2 separate regions of the Sus scrofa genome follow, and region 1 is linked to region 2. Evidence: chromatin contacts called from public HiChIP or PLAC-seq data. All regions are on one chromosome and are shown on one strand. The core of a region is the stretch at or near the end of the contact, and the rest is flanking DNA. Distances in the headings are between cores, read along the strand shown. Region 1 overlaps ATF7 (cyclic AMP-dependent transcription factor ATF-7). Region 2 overlaps RARG (a long non-coding RNA gene).

The links. HiChIP or PLAC-seq counts read pairs in DNA pulled down with a chosen protein or histone mark.
Region 1: a contact with region 2 is called in an H3K27ac HiChIP or PLAC-seq map of alveolar macrophages. The contact joins two enhancer-like sites. A contact is called at or near these places in 1 of 5 promoter capture datasets (fetal skeletal muscle), 1 of 47 Hi-C or Micro-C datasets (embryonic fibroblasts) and 1 of 2 datasets of contacts at active chromatin or transcription factors (alveolar macrophages).

The regions. Positions count from the first base shown.
Region 1 is chr5:18,737,613-18,745,491 of Sscrofa11.1, forward strand. It overlaps ATF7 (cyclic AMP-dependent transcription factor ATF-7), which reads right to left. Exons shown (of 11, transcript XM_013987080.2): 5 at 7,515-7,672; 6 at 6,159-6,258; 7 at 5,514-5,627; 8 at 4,751-4,903; 9 at 1,363-1,560. Among named protein-coding and RNA genes, the nearest start is that of NPFF, 17 kb to the left of the region's middle. Within about 2 kb of position 1,734, at least 11 of the 83 cell types and tissues checked have an H3K27ac peak or open chromatin away from gene starts, as enhancers often do. A contact at or near this core is called in alveolar macrophages, where this site is marked.
Region 2 is chr5:18,434,918-18,442,806 of Sscrofa11.1, forward strand. RARG (a long non-coding RNA gene) reads right to left here. Exons shown (of 9, transcript XR_002343956.1): 3 at 7,202-7,350; 4 at 6,816-6,957; 5 at 5,983-6,143; 6 at 5,606-5,782; 7 at 4,802-5,006; 8 at 4,003-4,161; 9 at 1,350-2,648. Among named protein-coding and RNA genes, the nearest start is that of ITGB7, 4.5 kb to the left of the region's middle. Within about 2 kb of position 4,809, at least 5 of the 83 cell types and tissues checked have an H3K27ac peak or open chromatin away from gene starts, as enhancers often do. A contact at or near this core is called in alveolar macrophages, where this site is marked.

The DNA.
Region 1 (7,879 bases), core at 484-2,983, 300 kb after region 2:
GCACATGTCCTTTGACTAAGAAAGTCTAGCTGCAGGAATCTATTTAACAAAGCTATCTACTCAACTGTATATAATGTACACTGCAGCAGTGCTGTTCTGGCAAAACATTAGAACTATCCATACCTTATAATATAACTACATAATACAATGTTACTACTATACAGCTATTTTAAAAAATGAAGTAGGGGAGTTCCCTTCGTGGCGCAGTGGAAACGAATCCGACTAGGAACCATGACGTTGCAGGTTCGATCCCTGGCCTTGCTCAGTGGGTTAAGGCTCTGGCATTGCCGAGAGCTGTGGTACAGGCTGCAGACTCGGCTTGGATCTGGCATTGCTGTGGCTGTGGTGTAGGCTGGTGTCTACAGCTCCAATTAGACCCCTAGCCTGGGAACCTCCATATGCTGTGCGTGTGGCCCTAAAATGACAAAAAACAGAAAAAAAAAGTAGGTCCTCTGTACCTATGGCTAGATGTCCAGAAGATAACTGTTTTTACGTTAAAACAGATGCACAGTCTCCCCCCCAAAAAAAACTATAAATGGAAACAAAATAGAAATACATGTATGTTTGGTAGGTACACATCAAACTCATCTATCAGAAGAGAATGAGACTGGGAAAGGAATACAGAGGAGGGACTTTATTTTTATTCTATAGTTGTGTGTGTGAATGTCTATCATATATATTTACATACAAAAACATTACCTTTAAAAAAATAAAAAATAAAAATATTACCTTTGTAATGAATAATGAAATCTTTTAATAACTAATCAGAAGAGGGGAAAATAGTTTTCAGAAAAATATCTGGATTATAACTGTTCTATTTTTGCTTGTGAGGCTTTTCCTTTCTTTTATTAAGCTGCATTATCTGGGGCAAATACATTTTTCCCTTTGGGTGTTCCACTACCCCAATCAGATTCTACTGACAACTTAAAAGAGCACCTGGGGCACTTAATCTAATTCCCTTTATCCAATCGGGTCTATGGATGACTCATCCTAGTAACAGATTTGGGAGTAGATGGTGAGTGTCCTTTCTAGCCCTTGGGGAAGAGATTTCAACTCTGACTGTTGAGAGAGTCTTTCTGCATTCTTCCTGGCATAGTCTCTGGATCTGTCTTAATTAATTAATTAATTAATTAATTAATTAATTTTTTTTTTTTTTTGCCACACCCTGGCATGTGGAAGTTCTTGGGCCAGGGATCAAACCCATACCACAGCAGCGACCAAAGCCGCTGTAGTGACAACACTAGATCCTTAACCTACTCAGATTTGTCTTCAGTTAAAGAACTACCATCTTCTATTATATTGTCCCACTTTCCTGATTCAAACTCACTTTCCAGATTCAACAATCACCCAGGACCCACTTACACTCAGCTGAATGTTCTGAGAAGTGAGTTCCTCTGCCTTCTTCTCTAGGGAGGACACCCAGAGCTTCCGCTTTTGACGGCAGCGGGAGGCTGCGGCCCGGTTGCGTTCCAGAAAGCGCTGCCGCCGCTCATCCGGATCTTCATCCACTGTGCGCCGCCGCCGCCCTCCAGTACTAGGAGTGGGCTGGGCTGGTGAGACCTGTGGCCCAGAAGGAAGAGTTACTTGAAGGGAACGTCAGTCCTTTCCAAATTAAACCTGACGTTAGATTAGGAAGATCTGGTAAAGATCTGGTAAAGGGATGTACCAGTCTCTGTAACCACAGCAAGTCTCATCACTATGTCCCTTAGCTTCTCTTTTGTAGTAGTTCCTCATTCTGCCTCCCATTTCCTTTCAGTCTTCTCAGTTCCATACTTAGACAAACCACAGTTCAGTTGGAAACTCTGATTATTTCTGAGACAGACAGACAAAAATGAAACTAGGATCACTTTTTGTTTCTTAACAGGAAATCTTGTAGGTAGGGAAATCATAATCAAGGGAGGTGCCAGGGGAACTTTTAGGGAGACTGTGGAATAAAAAACTGGAGAATCAGTGATTTGGACAAGCAATACATACAAAGCAACTACAAGTTTTAGAAAAGGAGAAATGATTTTACTATCAGTGATATGAACTATCATGAAGACATATGGACTAGAATATTTTATTTACAATTAGTTATTAATCATCCTCAGAAATGCCCCCTTCCCTGTCTTGTTTGCTCTGTTTGTTTTTATATTTTTTTGTCTTTTTAGGGCCGCAGCCGTGGCATATGGAGGTTCCCAGCCTAGGGGTCAAGTCGGAGCTACAGCTGCTGGTGTATACCACTGCCACAGCAATGCCAGATCTAAGCTGTGCCTGCAACCTACACCGCAGCTCACGGCAACACCAGATCCTTAACCTACTGAGCGAGGTCAGGGATCGAAACTGCGTCTTCATGGATACCAGCAGGATTCGTTTCTGCTGAACCACAACAGGCACTCCTGCTCTGTTTGTTTTTAAAGAGAAAACGAGTGTGTTTTAATCTCGTTACAAACTGGCCATAAAGGACTGTCTTTTGTTTCTAAACTTCAAGCTGATGTCTCTTGTCTCTAAAGCAGTTCTGAATCCTCTTCCGTTTCTTTTAGCTGGTATGTATTCAAAGAAGACAGTCCAATTTTATAACAGCGGCCAAAATTAAAATACAGAAAGGTCAACCATCTGTATAAAAGAAACCATATAATGTACAACAACGCCAAAAATAAGTTCTTTCTAAATCTGTTGCTATTAGGGAACATCTACACGGGCAGTTCCCAAATGCCAGAACTCACATCAGTTTCATGAGACTAAGCATAAGCTTATAATAGAATCTTATATTCTACTTTAGGCCCTACTGAACCGTGTTCTCCATTATATGGATAATGAAGAGATGATTTTATTTATTCAGATTAATATGCTCTCTCCCAAAAGAAAAAAAATGGAGAGGAAATTTCAAACTCAATTTAATGAGCTAGAGGCCTTGGGTCACTGCTTCTCATTGTACTAAGGGAAGTTTACACAAATTCTCTTGTGATTTTCAATTTGCTCTTTGTCCTGAGCCAACTGGAATACATGTAAATGACAAGTTCCTCTTCTCTCATAGGCAACACAATAACACATGCAGAGAATGGAGATGGAAGAATAGGCCAAGAGAAAGACAGGAAGAATGAGAAGGAAAGGCATTAGCTGTGACTAAAAAAGAAGTCCTGTCATTTCCTCAAGAGGGAAAGCAGCATAACTTGAGCAAGGGAGCTACTGCTTTACCATTTCCAGGGACTGGCATCAGAAGGGGTTACAGGAGGGTGTGCAGGCTTAGCTTCCAACAAGAAAACTCAAATGAAAGCTTTTGTTGTTGGCCAAGGTTTCAGGCAGCATATGGTCATTAAATGTTAGGACATGTGGTAGTAACTGATGAAGCAGGTGGTGACATCAGGAAAAGGGAATGGGTAAAAGATGCAACTCGAGAAACTGATTTCAGGTGGTTGTCACCTAACCAGTACAGACAATATGAAAGCTGAGTCCTATTCAGCTTTCAAAGAAACTTTTACTAAACTGAGACCTCCTTGAAAAAAGAATTGGACTTCTAAATGGGATACCTCTGGCTTTTTTTAAGACTTTAATTTCTCCTGAGAAAAAGAGATTAAGTTGATAAGGAAAAAAGCTTTTTTTTGGGTGTGTATTTGTTTACTGAGCTATTGTTCATACTGTGACATCACATTTTATTAAAATGTGTGTGTGTGTGTGTGTATATATATGTTTTTGTTTTTTTGCTTTTTAGGGCCGTATTTGTGGCATATTGGAGGTTCCCAGGCTAGGGGTTGAATCAGAGCTGTAGCTGCTGGCCTACACCACAGCCAGATCTGAGCCATGTCTATGACCTACAGCTCATGGCAATGCCGGATCCTTAACCCACTGAGCGAGTCCAGGGATTGAACCTGCGTCCTAGTGGATGCTAGTCAGATTCGTTTCCACTGAGCCATGATGGGAACTCCAATATATTGTTTTTTTTTTTTTTGTCTTTTGTCTTTTTTTTTTTTTTTTTTGTCTTTTGTTGTTGTTGTTGTTGCTATTTCTTGGGCCGCTCCCGAGGCATATGGAGATTCCCAGGCTAGGGGTTGAATCAGAGCTGTAGCCACCGGCCTACGCCAGAGCCACAGCAACGCGGGATCCGAGCCGCGTCTGCAACCTACACCACAGCTCACGGCAACGCCGGATCGTTAACCCACTGAGCAAGGGCAGGGACCGAACCCGCAACCTCATGGTTCCTAGTCGGATTCGTTAACCACTGCGCCACGACGGGAACTCCCCAATATATTGTTATTATTTGATTTTTGCTATAAATCTAATCAGTTAAGTTGGGATGGTTTTTTGTTTGTCTTTTTAGGGTAAGACTTAAGATAGGGGAGCCTAGGGGAGTCTCCTTTGGTGTACAAAGTGGACTGAAGTGAGGTTCTGTCACATTTTAGAGTGTTTTGCAGATATGGCATTCATATATAGAAATAACCAAAAAGCAAAAAACAAAAACTGAGACCTGCTCTGTGACAGTTCTGCATTATCAAGTCTGTTTGCATTTGGTATAACACAAGGATGGATAAAGAATAGTATATATATATATACACCTGAAACTAACACAACTCTGTACATTAACTATCTCAATTTAAAAAAAAAAAAAGAATAGTGTATTTTGCAACAAACTGTTAAAAAGAACCAAAATGCAGGTAGTTGCCCAGAAAGCTGAAATTTATTCTTCTTACATTTTCCTGCTCCTTAAAAAACATATATGACTTAAAGAGTAATGGTGACACAGCTGGTTCCCCTATCCAAGGGTCTAACTGACCTGTGGCTGGGCAGGGGATGGGGCATCAGGGTGCTGGATGAGGATCTGGCTTTGCTCTGGACGAGCCGTCACCATGGTGCTGGCAGTACCCACCACCATTCCACAACCACCATTGATTGAGGAGACTTGGTGGGTTAGGGTAGCTTTTAGTCTCTGTGGGAAAGATAAGAAAAAAATAGCTTGTCAAGGGTGAGGTTCTATCAAGCATAAGAAAAGTGGGCTTAGATTTTTATTATTGACCTTACATTTGGCTAAAATTCCCACACTGATTTGCTGTTAACTGAACCATTAAAAGAAGATGATAGGGAAAGAAAATGTGCACATGGATCCCTAAAATGCTTACTGTGTTCCCTCACTATCGTCCTGGGCACAGTTGGAGGGTGGGGGTTGTTGAAGCAATAGAGTCCAGATGAAAGCTCTTTCCTGGAACCTGGCCAGGCACTGGTTACGCAGTTATTCACCTCCTGGCCAGCTCTCCTGCCCACTCATCCACCCTCCATCTGTCACCCTGGAACTGAAACAGCAAGAGTTCCACTCCAAACAATCTGTGCTGCTCCTTTTCACTGCCATGGTCTATGCACCATGCTCCAAAGGTAGAAGAGAGGAGATAGGAGTCATGAATCAGGGTCTTGTCTTCTCCAGACCCGCAGCAGGGTGGGTCTTCAGCTTCACAAGCCCCAGAAGGTTCCTACATGTGGCTCACTTGAAAAATTGAGGCAGATACCACTTCTCTCAAAAGGGCCATGGGATGGGCTGTACTCACCATCTTGGCTTCTGATGGCATAGGGTGGCCAGAGGGAGAAATGGAACCACTGCTGTTCACGGGTGGGCCAGGGATACCAGGAATGTTGGGCACCATAGACACAGGTCTGGCCAGCTGGACCAAGAGAGGGAAGAAAAACCAGAAGGGAACAAAAATACTATTAGGGCAATAGTGTCCCCAAACGAAGTACGTGCTTTTGAGATTGGCACATTCGGACCTATTCTATGCAACCTGCCCAGAAGGCATGCAGAAACAGCCTGGGAAATACCATCTTCCATGGAGCATCAGAGCATAGAGGATCTAATCCTTCAGTGCTATGACAATTTCTATGGGAAAGGCTGAAGCTGTACCTTGAGGAAAATGGTGGGCAATTTGTGAGGTGATTAGTGCCAAGTGAAACCAACCAATCAGCAGGCTGGCAAGATCAATTCTTAGACCAGGAGCCAATTGTCCAGATGAGTCTTTGTCTAGTATTCCATAGTGCTGGATTGGCAGGGGTTAGTGAGGAGTTGGGCAGGCTGCCATGCTCAACTAATACAGACCAGAGCCCACGTTTCCCTGGGGCTCATGTATGTTTATGAGCATTCAGGTGGAAGGGAGGGATTAGTTTGTTGGTAGGGTTGGCTGCCCAACTACAGAGCTCACCGATATAACAGAAGGCATCTGTACCGGAGGCCCTGGCAGCACAGGCATGGTCTGTCCATTAGCAAGATGCATGACGAGAGGGAGGGAGCCAGTGGGAGACCTAGGAGATATGAAGTGAAATGCTCATAACACAGACCCTTTTGCCAATGATCTTTCTCCTATAACTACAGCAGATTTCTCAGTCTTTTCTAGTTAGGGTAGCATATAAAATCTTGACACCCTCATGAAGGTGGAAAAAGCAGAGAATGCTATTTACCTTACCTTGTAGAGGGAGAGAAATGGCAAGATTTTTACACCTTGCAAATTAAGCAGAGACACTGTATTCAAGTAGGTGGGAAGTTAGTCCTATTAAGAGTTTAGAACAATTAAATAAGTATACCTACCACTGGCCTGTATGAATTCTGTTTTGCCTTAGGCAAGGAATACTTGGACCAAAGTTGCCATTCTGCAAAGCTGAATTATGCCATATGTTAGCCAAGTTTGAATAAGTTCCTCTTGTTTTGGTTTCCATGTTTTGCTCTACTCTGTCTAAGAAAGAAGCCGTTTTGTATTTTTCCTAGTGGATCTAGAGAACAATAAACTATAAGAGGCTGAATCCTGACAACAACCTCTTAACCCCTGGATGCCTGGGAACAGGATCTTGAGTCATCCCATTAAGAAATCTACATAGGCTATGCTGAGAGTGAAGACAAACAGACAAAACAAAACTAGGAACAGCAAAGACCAAGAACCCTAAATGGGCCTAAGGGGAACATAGACTTAAAAAAGATGACTTAATGGGTTTCAGCCCCTTATTGAGTGGTGCCTCCATAAACGTCCATACTGATTGAGGCCAAAAACTAAAAATATACTTTCCTGTGTGACCTCCACCATCCTGATGATGAACTTCCTAAAATCCTAAGGATTCTTCTTCTCCTTCTTCTTTTCTTTTTTGGCTGTCCTGTAGCATATGGAGTTCCTGGGCCAGAGATCAGATCCAAGCCACGGTTGCAACCTACACTGCAGCTACCACAATGCTGGATTCATTTAATCCATTGTGTCAGGCCAGGGCGCAAACCTGCGTCTGGGTGCTGCAGAGACACTGCCGATCCTGTTGCACCACAGCAGGAACTCCAAAGGATTCTTCTTTTACACTAAGTATTAAACCTCCAAATTAAGGAAGTACACCCCCCAGTAAAAACTCGTTTGTCTACTAAAATGGCAAAGAAGAGTCTGTTTATGGGGGAGGAATTTGAGAGATAATCTTAGTGACTTGTTTTCCCTGAGTATTCAGAAACAGTCTCTATTTTATCAAATAATTTCACAAAGAGGAAAGAGATTCAGGCTTCACTATCTCTTGCTGCTCTCTTCACTTACCCCAGCTGCCTGTTGGATGGTGGAGCTTGTGTGATGACAGAGGTTGGGGAGGGAAGGGTTGGGTGAAGTGGATCATAGCCCAGGTGGAGAGGCAGGGAGCCAGGGCGCACGATGGTGGGCGTGGGAGTAGAGATCACAACAGGCTTTGGAGCAACCTCCTAGGGAGAAGACACCAACAGATGACAAAATGCCCTAAGGGCTGCTTGTAGGGAAATACACAGCTAGTAAAAATCTAGTATAAATTTATTGGAAAAAGCAACAAGGCTAGTCATGAAAATCCTGACCTGATTCCACTGCGATCATGGCCCCACACCTCACTTACCCATTCCGTAGGAATGCTGAGTTAAGACCCTTTGACTACCTCC
Region 2 (7,889 bases), core at 3,559-6,058:
GCCTGTGGCTCTTTTCTCATCGGTCAAGTGGCACTCATAGGATGGTTGTGAGAAGTAAATGAGGGAATTTGTACTGATTGCTTAGAGGAGAACGTGGCACTTACGAAGGGTTCAATAAGTCAGTCGGTGGACGAGAAGTAATGGGGGCGGGAGGCTTTGAGGGAATCAAGGTCCAGACAACTGGAAAGTTGGAGAGACAGGCCCAGGGCCAGGCTCAGAGAACGCGATTGGGGAGCCAAGGAGCCAGAACGGTAGTGGACCCCAAGACAGGGGTGGAGGCGGCAAACTGGCTGAAGCTGAGCACCGGTCTGGCAGCTGGAGTGGGTCAGGGAGAAGGCCCACAGGGCCAAGGGGTTGAGGCCCACACTTGACCACAGGGAGTTTTGGAAAGGAACTGGATGTGATGGCTGTGTCCACAGGTCTGTCTTCCCTGCTAAGAGGCCACGGCGCCCTGTCCCCCAGCAGGTGTTCAGGGCCCATCATATGGGGTGTAGGAGGGTAGCTGCTGGAGGAGCCCCTGGAGAGAAGGGGGTCCTTTCTCTGGGTGGGCTTCAGCCAGGCCTCTGGCTCTGAGACCTCTGCCCTTCCCCCACAAGCAAGGTTGCCATGGCAATGACCCCTCCTTCCCCATAGGCCCTGTGGTTTCCTCTAGAGCTTCTTTCACTTTCTTCTTCTGCTTTTCCCACTCCTCCCCTTCTCCCACATCCTCCACCTCCCTCCCCCACAGGCACAGGTCACCGGTGAAGACAGCCGGTGAAGACAGCCGAGGGCAGGTAGGCCACTGTCCCAGGGAGGAAGGTGGGCGGGGTGGGATAGATGCTGATGGGAGTCACAGGGGGCAAGTCCAGGGGCACAGGGGCAGAGGCCAAAGGCAGTGGGGCTGACACTGGGGTGTTGCAGAGGTTAAGGCATGCAGGGCAAGGAGAGCTATTAGGACCAAAGGTAACAGGGGGGGTGTCATGGGGAGAAGGGTGGGGCCTTTTCAGAAGGTGAAAGTGGGGTCACAGAGTGAGTGGCTCACAGCCTGAGCTATTGGCATAAAACAGAAACACTGTAACTCAGATGCATGCTGGGGTTCTTTTCTTCTGGGGCCCGGGGGGGTCAGGGGGACACCTCATGGAAATCAAATGAAATTTCAATGGCATCCCCAGCCTCCCCGCCGCCCCCAGAGAAGAGCAGATACCCACTGCACTTATGCACAACCAGAGGCTCCCTTTCCCCCACCTGATAGGTTGCATTCTGTTTCCTTAGTTCCCCTAAGAAAGCTGCAGAATCCACCCTCCTCGCCAGTCCCTCTCCGGGTCGGCGGGCCATTTCCCCTGCTTCTTCCTAGAGGGAGCCACAGCCCGTGAGTTTCCATCACTTTATTTTGCAAAAATAGAAAACTCAGCAATATGCGATACAGCGCGGTGAAGGGGGGAGATGTAAACAGAGGGGAGGGGACAGCACCCTGACCCCCCAGAGAAAAAAGGGGAGCCAGTGGGACTCTTATTTGGCAGCTAAATACAAACTGGGGACTGGAGGGAGAAGGGAGGGGTCACAGGGGCCCTGGGCTCCCCCTCCCAAGACCCCCGGAGGAAGGGGTCAATTCCAGGGTGTAAACAAAAGCTAATAAATAAATAGAGGCTTCCTCTGGGTCAGGGCGGGATCAGCTAAGCAGTGCCCACCCCCCTCTCCCTGGACCAAGCTGCTCTGGGGTCAAGGGGGAAGGCACTAGGGGGAGAGGGATTCCCCTGGCCCCTCTGTAGTGTAGGAGGGTCCCTGCCCCATGGCTGAGATGGGGGGCAGGGGGAGCCCAAGGCACATGACAGGACTGGGGTAGGGGCTTGTAACGGTAAAGGCCGGGCCCAAGCAAAGAGGTGCAGAACGGACCTGCATCGGTCCCTTCACCCTCTGCACCCCTACCCCCCGCCCCCACAGACACGCAGGGCCCGGCCCGCCCCACCCTGACTGGCACGAGGATGGGGCATAGCGGGCAGCATGCACCTGGCAGGTGCCTTATGCAGCATTAGGCACCAAGGGCAAGAGGGTGGGCTCAGCCCCCCCCCAGCCCCCGCTCCCTTTTGGTGTCTAGTGTTCCTGTTTGCTCCCAGAGGCCTAAGCACCTGGCAGAGGGAGGGGCTGTGGAATGGCAGGGTCGCCCTCCTGCCCTGGGGAGCCTGGGACCCTGGGGTCTGTGGGGCAGTGTTGCGATTTGAGAGTCCAAACCCAGGCTCGCCCCCTGACCGCTCTCCTGGAGGGACCAGGGCAGGCCCCCAAGTCTGCAGAGGGAGCCGGTCAGAGCAGGAAGGGGATGAACACAGAGGCACCCCTGGAAACTTTGGCAAAAACAAGGAGCTCATTGGAAGGGGCGGGGAGAGGGCAGAGCAGGTCCTCCCCCAGGCACCGGCCGCGTCTGGGAGATGGTCAGTCTGCTGCCTGGAGCCCCAAACCCCGCGGCAGGGGAAGTCAGGGGCCCTGGTCGGGGTGGGGGCTGCGGCCCCCTTTGCCCGGGCCCCTGGCAACCTCGTCCTCACTGGAGGACTTGGGGTGGGGGCCAGGCTGCGAGGAGTCGTCCTCAAACATTTCGGGGTTCTCCAGCATTTCTCGGATCAGGGGAGGCATTGGGCCTGGAATCTCCATCTTCAGGGTAATGGCCCTTTCCGCTCCTGCAATAGAGGGGTAATGAGATTTGGAGGGGGCTGAAGCACGGCCCCTAAGGGCACCTCCCTAGCCTTGCTCAACCACCCTCTGACGCCGCTCTGGGGGCTCCCAGCCCAGGCCCGCCACCTGTCTGTCACCCTCTCCCTGGTCTAGGGATCCTGGGGTGGTCCACTCCTCTGCCTGTCTTCTCTGCCAAGCCTGCTGCCCATGCATCTCACCCTTTCAGGCTGTCTCCTCAAAGATCACAAGGTGTCCAACTGCCAGCCTCAACCTCCAAGACACCCTCCCTTAATGACTATAGCTTGTCAGTTGTTCCTAGGGCTGTTTTTAATAACGACTATAATTTTTTTTTTTTTTTTTTTGTCTTTTTGCCATTTCTTGGGCCGCTCTCACAGCATGTGGAGGTTCCCAGGCTAGGGGTCGAATTGGAGCTGTAGCCACCAGCCTAGGCCAGAGCCACAGCAACGCAGGATCCGAGCTGCATCTGCAACCTACACCACAGCTCATAGCAATGGCGGATCCTTAACCCACTGAGCAAGGCCAGGGATCGAACCCACAACCTCATGGTTCCTAGTTGGATTCGTTAACCACTGCGCCACGACGGGAACTCCAATAATGTCTATAATTAGAACTAACATGCAAACACTATCTGCCAGGCATCCTTCTAAACCAGACTGTCCGGGAGTTCCCACTGTGGCTCAGTGGGTTAAGAACCTGGCTAATATCCATGAGGACACAGGTTCGATCCCTGGCCTCGCTCAGTGGGTTAAGGATCTGGCGTTGCCACAAGCTGTGGCGCAGGTCACAGATGCAGCTCGGATCTGGCGTTGCTGTGGCTGTGGTGTAGGCTGGCAGCTGCAGCTCCTATTCGACCCCTAGCCTGGGAACCTCCATATGTCTCGGGAGCAGCCCAAGAAATAGCAAAAAAAAAGACAACAACAACAACAATAACAAAAAAAAACCCAGCACAGTCCAATAGAACTTTCTGGGATGATGGAAATATCTCTTCCATCCTGTGCAGTAGGCACTGGCCGCGCATGTGGCTGCTGAGCACTGGCAGCGTGGCTACCGCAACGGAGGAACTGAATTTGTAATTCAGTGCAGTTCTAAGTCCATTGGAGGTTGACTCACTTTTCCTTCACAACACTTAGAAGGTAGATTTCAGTCTAGCTCAGTTTACAAACAGGAAAATAAGGAAAAAAAGGAAAGGCGTTTGCCCAAAGCATCCCCACTAGCGTGTGGCAGAGCTGGGAGGCCTGCGTAGGCGGCCTGGGTCTCAGCTCCTCTGTACTCGTCTCTGTCTGAACTGGGAGACCGGCAGCTCTGGGAAGAGAGAGGGGAGGCTCGCTCCCAACTAACCCTTGGTGCTGATGCCCCGGAGGTCGGTAATCTTCATGAGCATCCTCGGGAACATGTAGGGCTGGCTGGGCCGCCGCCGCCGGGCATAGAGCCTCAGGGCTTCCAGCAATGGCTCCTGCAGCTTGTCCACTTTCTCGGGTTCCTCCAGGTCCATGCGGTCTGTGGGGATGAGCACAGGGGAGAGAGCGGGGAAGAGATGGGGAAGACAGTGACAAATGGCTGATCCCAAGAGGCCCTGCCCTATGGCCCTCTGGGCCCCAAACTTTTGGGGTTTTTGTTTGTTTGCTTGTTTGTTTGTTTACGTTCCACTTTTGGCCGCCCCGTGACATAGAGAGTTTCCAGGCCAGGGATCAGATCTGAGCTGCAGTTGCGACCTAAGCCAAAGATAGGGCAATGCCAGATCCTTACTTAACCCACTGTGCCAGGCCGGGGATCGAACCTGCGTCCCAGCGCTCCCAAGACACCACTGACCATCTTGTACCAGCGGGAGCTTTCAGGGCCCAAACTTTAACCCAGGCCATTTCCACTGCTCCAAGCCCTGTCCCGCCCCCTCTTCGGCAGGAGGTTTTCTCTGGTAAATCACTCCTGCCCGGACCTCTATGTCAGCACTAGTATCTGGGGTCTCCTCAGCTTCCCCTGGCTCTACCCTTCTTTTTGTTCTTTGTTCCAAGCCACCAGGGAGTCTGTACAGGAGCTGAGAAGTCTGTGGATGGGACCAAGGTCTCCCGCCTGGTGGGAGCTAAGGTGTGGGGTATGATAGGAAAGGAGCCCAAGTAAACGCCAGGGGGCGCCCGCGCACCTCCGCAGATGAGGCAGATGGCGCTGAGCAGCCCTGTCTCTGTGTCATCCATCTCCAGTGGCAGGAGCTGCCCAGCAAAGGCAAAGACGAGGTCTGTGAGGGGCCCGAAGCCAGCATTGTGCATCTGGGTCCGGTTCAGGGTCAGCCCATCAGAGAAGGTCATGGTGTCCTGCTCCGGGGTGTACCTTGTGCAGATCCGCAGCATCTGGAGGTGGGTGGGGGGTGGAGGCTTAGTGCTCTCTCTGGGGAGGCGTGCTTATGGGGGTGAGGAAAAGAGGGAATGAGGTACAGGCGCAAGGTGAGGAGGTTAGGTCCCAAGAAGGGCTGCCTGAGCAGGGAGGAGGAGGGAGGCAGCGAGGTGGAGGTTCTGAAGCTGGGAGAGGAAAGAGAAGTCAGAAGGAGGCAGGGCTTCCAGGAGTCTTAAGATCAGCTTTTAAGGGCCGTGGAGTTCCCACTGTGGCATAACGTAATCAGCAGTGCTCTGCAGTGCCAGGATGCAGCAGCACCAGGATGCAGGTTCAATCCCCAGCCTGGGATAGTGAGTCAGGGATCCGGCATTGCTGCAGCTGCGGGGTAGGTCACAACTGCGGCTCCAATCTGATCCCTGGCCAAGGAACTTCATATGCCGCGGGGTGGCCAAAAAAGAAAAAAGAGAGAGAGCTTCAGTTTGGGAGTTTGAGGAAATCTGGGGAGTCCCAGACTGCAGGCGGAATGCGAGGTAATGAAATCTTTGTGTGGATCAACTCCTTGGTCTTACATGAGGGTCAGGCTGTGGCAGAAGACGGGCCACAGGGTTTAACTTACCAGGATGTCCAGGCAGGCAGCCTTGAGCAGAGTGATCTGGTCAGCAATGCTGAGCCCTGTAAAGCCGGGCAGCCGCTTGGCAAACTCCACGATCTTAATGATGCACTTGGTGGCCAGCTCACTGAACTTGTCCCACAGCCCCAGATCCAGCTGCACGCGGTGGTCTGCACTGGAGTTCTGCAGGAAGGACATTAGAACATGAGCTAAGGCCCACCCTGGGGGGCTCTCTTCCTGCCAATAGCCCAGGCTCTCCCTCCTGCATTCGGATGCCCTCCTTGTCATCAGCACCAGACCGTGGCTCCAACACCAATCCCCCCCCACCTATTCTCTGAAGTCAACGGTCCCCTTCCCGCAGGGGGGCCCTGCCCACTCCTCACCGTGGTGTATTTGCCCAGCTGGCAGAGCGAGGGGAACGTCTCTTGATGGGCTTTGCTGACCTTGGTGATGAGCTCTTCTAACTGGGGGCTCAGTTCATAGCTGTCAAGCGACCCTTCTTCCTTCACCTCTTTCTTCTTCTTGTTCCGATCATTCCGCACAGCTTGGAGGCAGAGGCGCCAGGAGAGGGTCAGGACCCTAAGAACCTCCCTCCAGATATCCCCTCTCACCCTGATCGAATGTGCTCAGTCCTTCTCAGGAAGGTTCCGCCCCTGGGACCCTAGGCAGGGCCTCCGTTACACTGTCTCCCAACCTAGCTCCCATTCCCCAGCTGGCTCTCCCCAGCCCCACCCAGGGCCTGCAGCCCCTGCTCCCTCCCCAGGCCATTCGGCTCCATCCTGCCCTTCCTGTCACCCTGCAGGAGCTGGGGAGGGGGGGGGGCAGGATATGCAGGCAGCAGGATATCCACTTATAGCCTTGGCAGCACAATGGCGCAGGGGAGGGGGGGCACCCCAGATCCACTTCGGGCTTAGTCCTGGGAGCAGGGGAGGGGACTGGCAAGCCCCCCCAACTTCCCCATGAAACAGGGAATGTGCAGTGCTCACCCCCATTCCCTCATTCAGAGGAAGGGTTAAGCTCTGAGAAGGGAGAAGGGGAAGGGGTGGGGTCTCCTGGGTGAATGGAGCTAATCAAATAGGACTGGCCCTGTGGTGGAGGCAGCACTCCAGGGCAGGCTGGATCTGGGAGGTCAGGGAAGTGGGGGTGGCAGTGGGAAGAGGGTGGCAACCACAGGCTAGGACAGGAGCGCTCTGCCCAGGCAGGCCGAAGAGCCTACCTTCCTTGGACATGCCAACTTCAAAGCACTTCTGTAGCCGGCAGTACTGGCAACGATTCCGGGTCACCTTGTTGATGATACAGTTTTTGTCGCGGTGACATGTATACACCATGTTCTTCTGGATGCTGCGGCGGAAGAAGCCCTGGAGTTGGGGGCGGGGGTGGGGGGGTGGCGGAGGATCAGTGAAGCAGGATGCTGGGAGTGCCAGCCTCTCCTGGGCTTCGCAGGTTGCCCCAGGCCTGCCCTAATCTCTTAACCACCTCTGTGCAAAGCAGCCAGCCGCCTCCCACCCCAGAGGGACACACACACACACATGCACAATGAATCTCTGATCTCGCCCAGCTAACTCTGGATGCCCAGTGTGCCCGCCCCCACCACATACACACCTTGCAGCCTTCACAAGAGCTGACCCCGTAGTGGTAGCCAGAGGACTTGTCATTGCACACGAAGCACGGCTTGTAGACCCGGGGAGGTGGAGGGGGCGAGGGCGAGCTGGGCACCATCTCCTCTGAGCTAGTGCTCTGCGTCTCCACCGCTGGGGGGAAGCAGCGACGTGAGGGTCAGGAGAGAAGGACCCCCTCTGGGGGGGGGGCCTCTCTAGGCATCCTTATCAGATATACACCCGGCTCCTATTCCCACTTCTTCCTCTGGCTCAGCGGTGACAACACCATCGCCAACACAGGGATCCACAGCCCCACGGTAAACACCTCCAGAAAACCCCACACGACCAGTATGAGACTTTATACAGTCTGGCCATCTCCCCCTACAATAACGCCCTCCATGCCACGCTCAAGTCCCCAAATTCCAGGTCCAGGACATTCCGGAAGTTAAATTCTCTGGGCCTCAGTTTCCCCAGTTACAAAGTGGGTGTGTGGGGCAGAGTGGGGGGTCGTTATGGCCCATGGCTCTGAACTCTCTCCTCACTCCATCACATCGGGTCCTTGTCACGTAGTCTCCATTCTCTCCCTCATGAGGCCATAGATCTGGGGGAGGAGGCAGTTCCAGGCCACCTGTGGCGGGCACCTGGCTAAAGGCCCTGCTGGGAGACTCAGTGGGGGGACCTGAGCAGTCCTG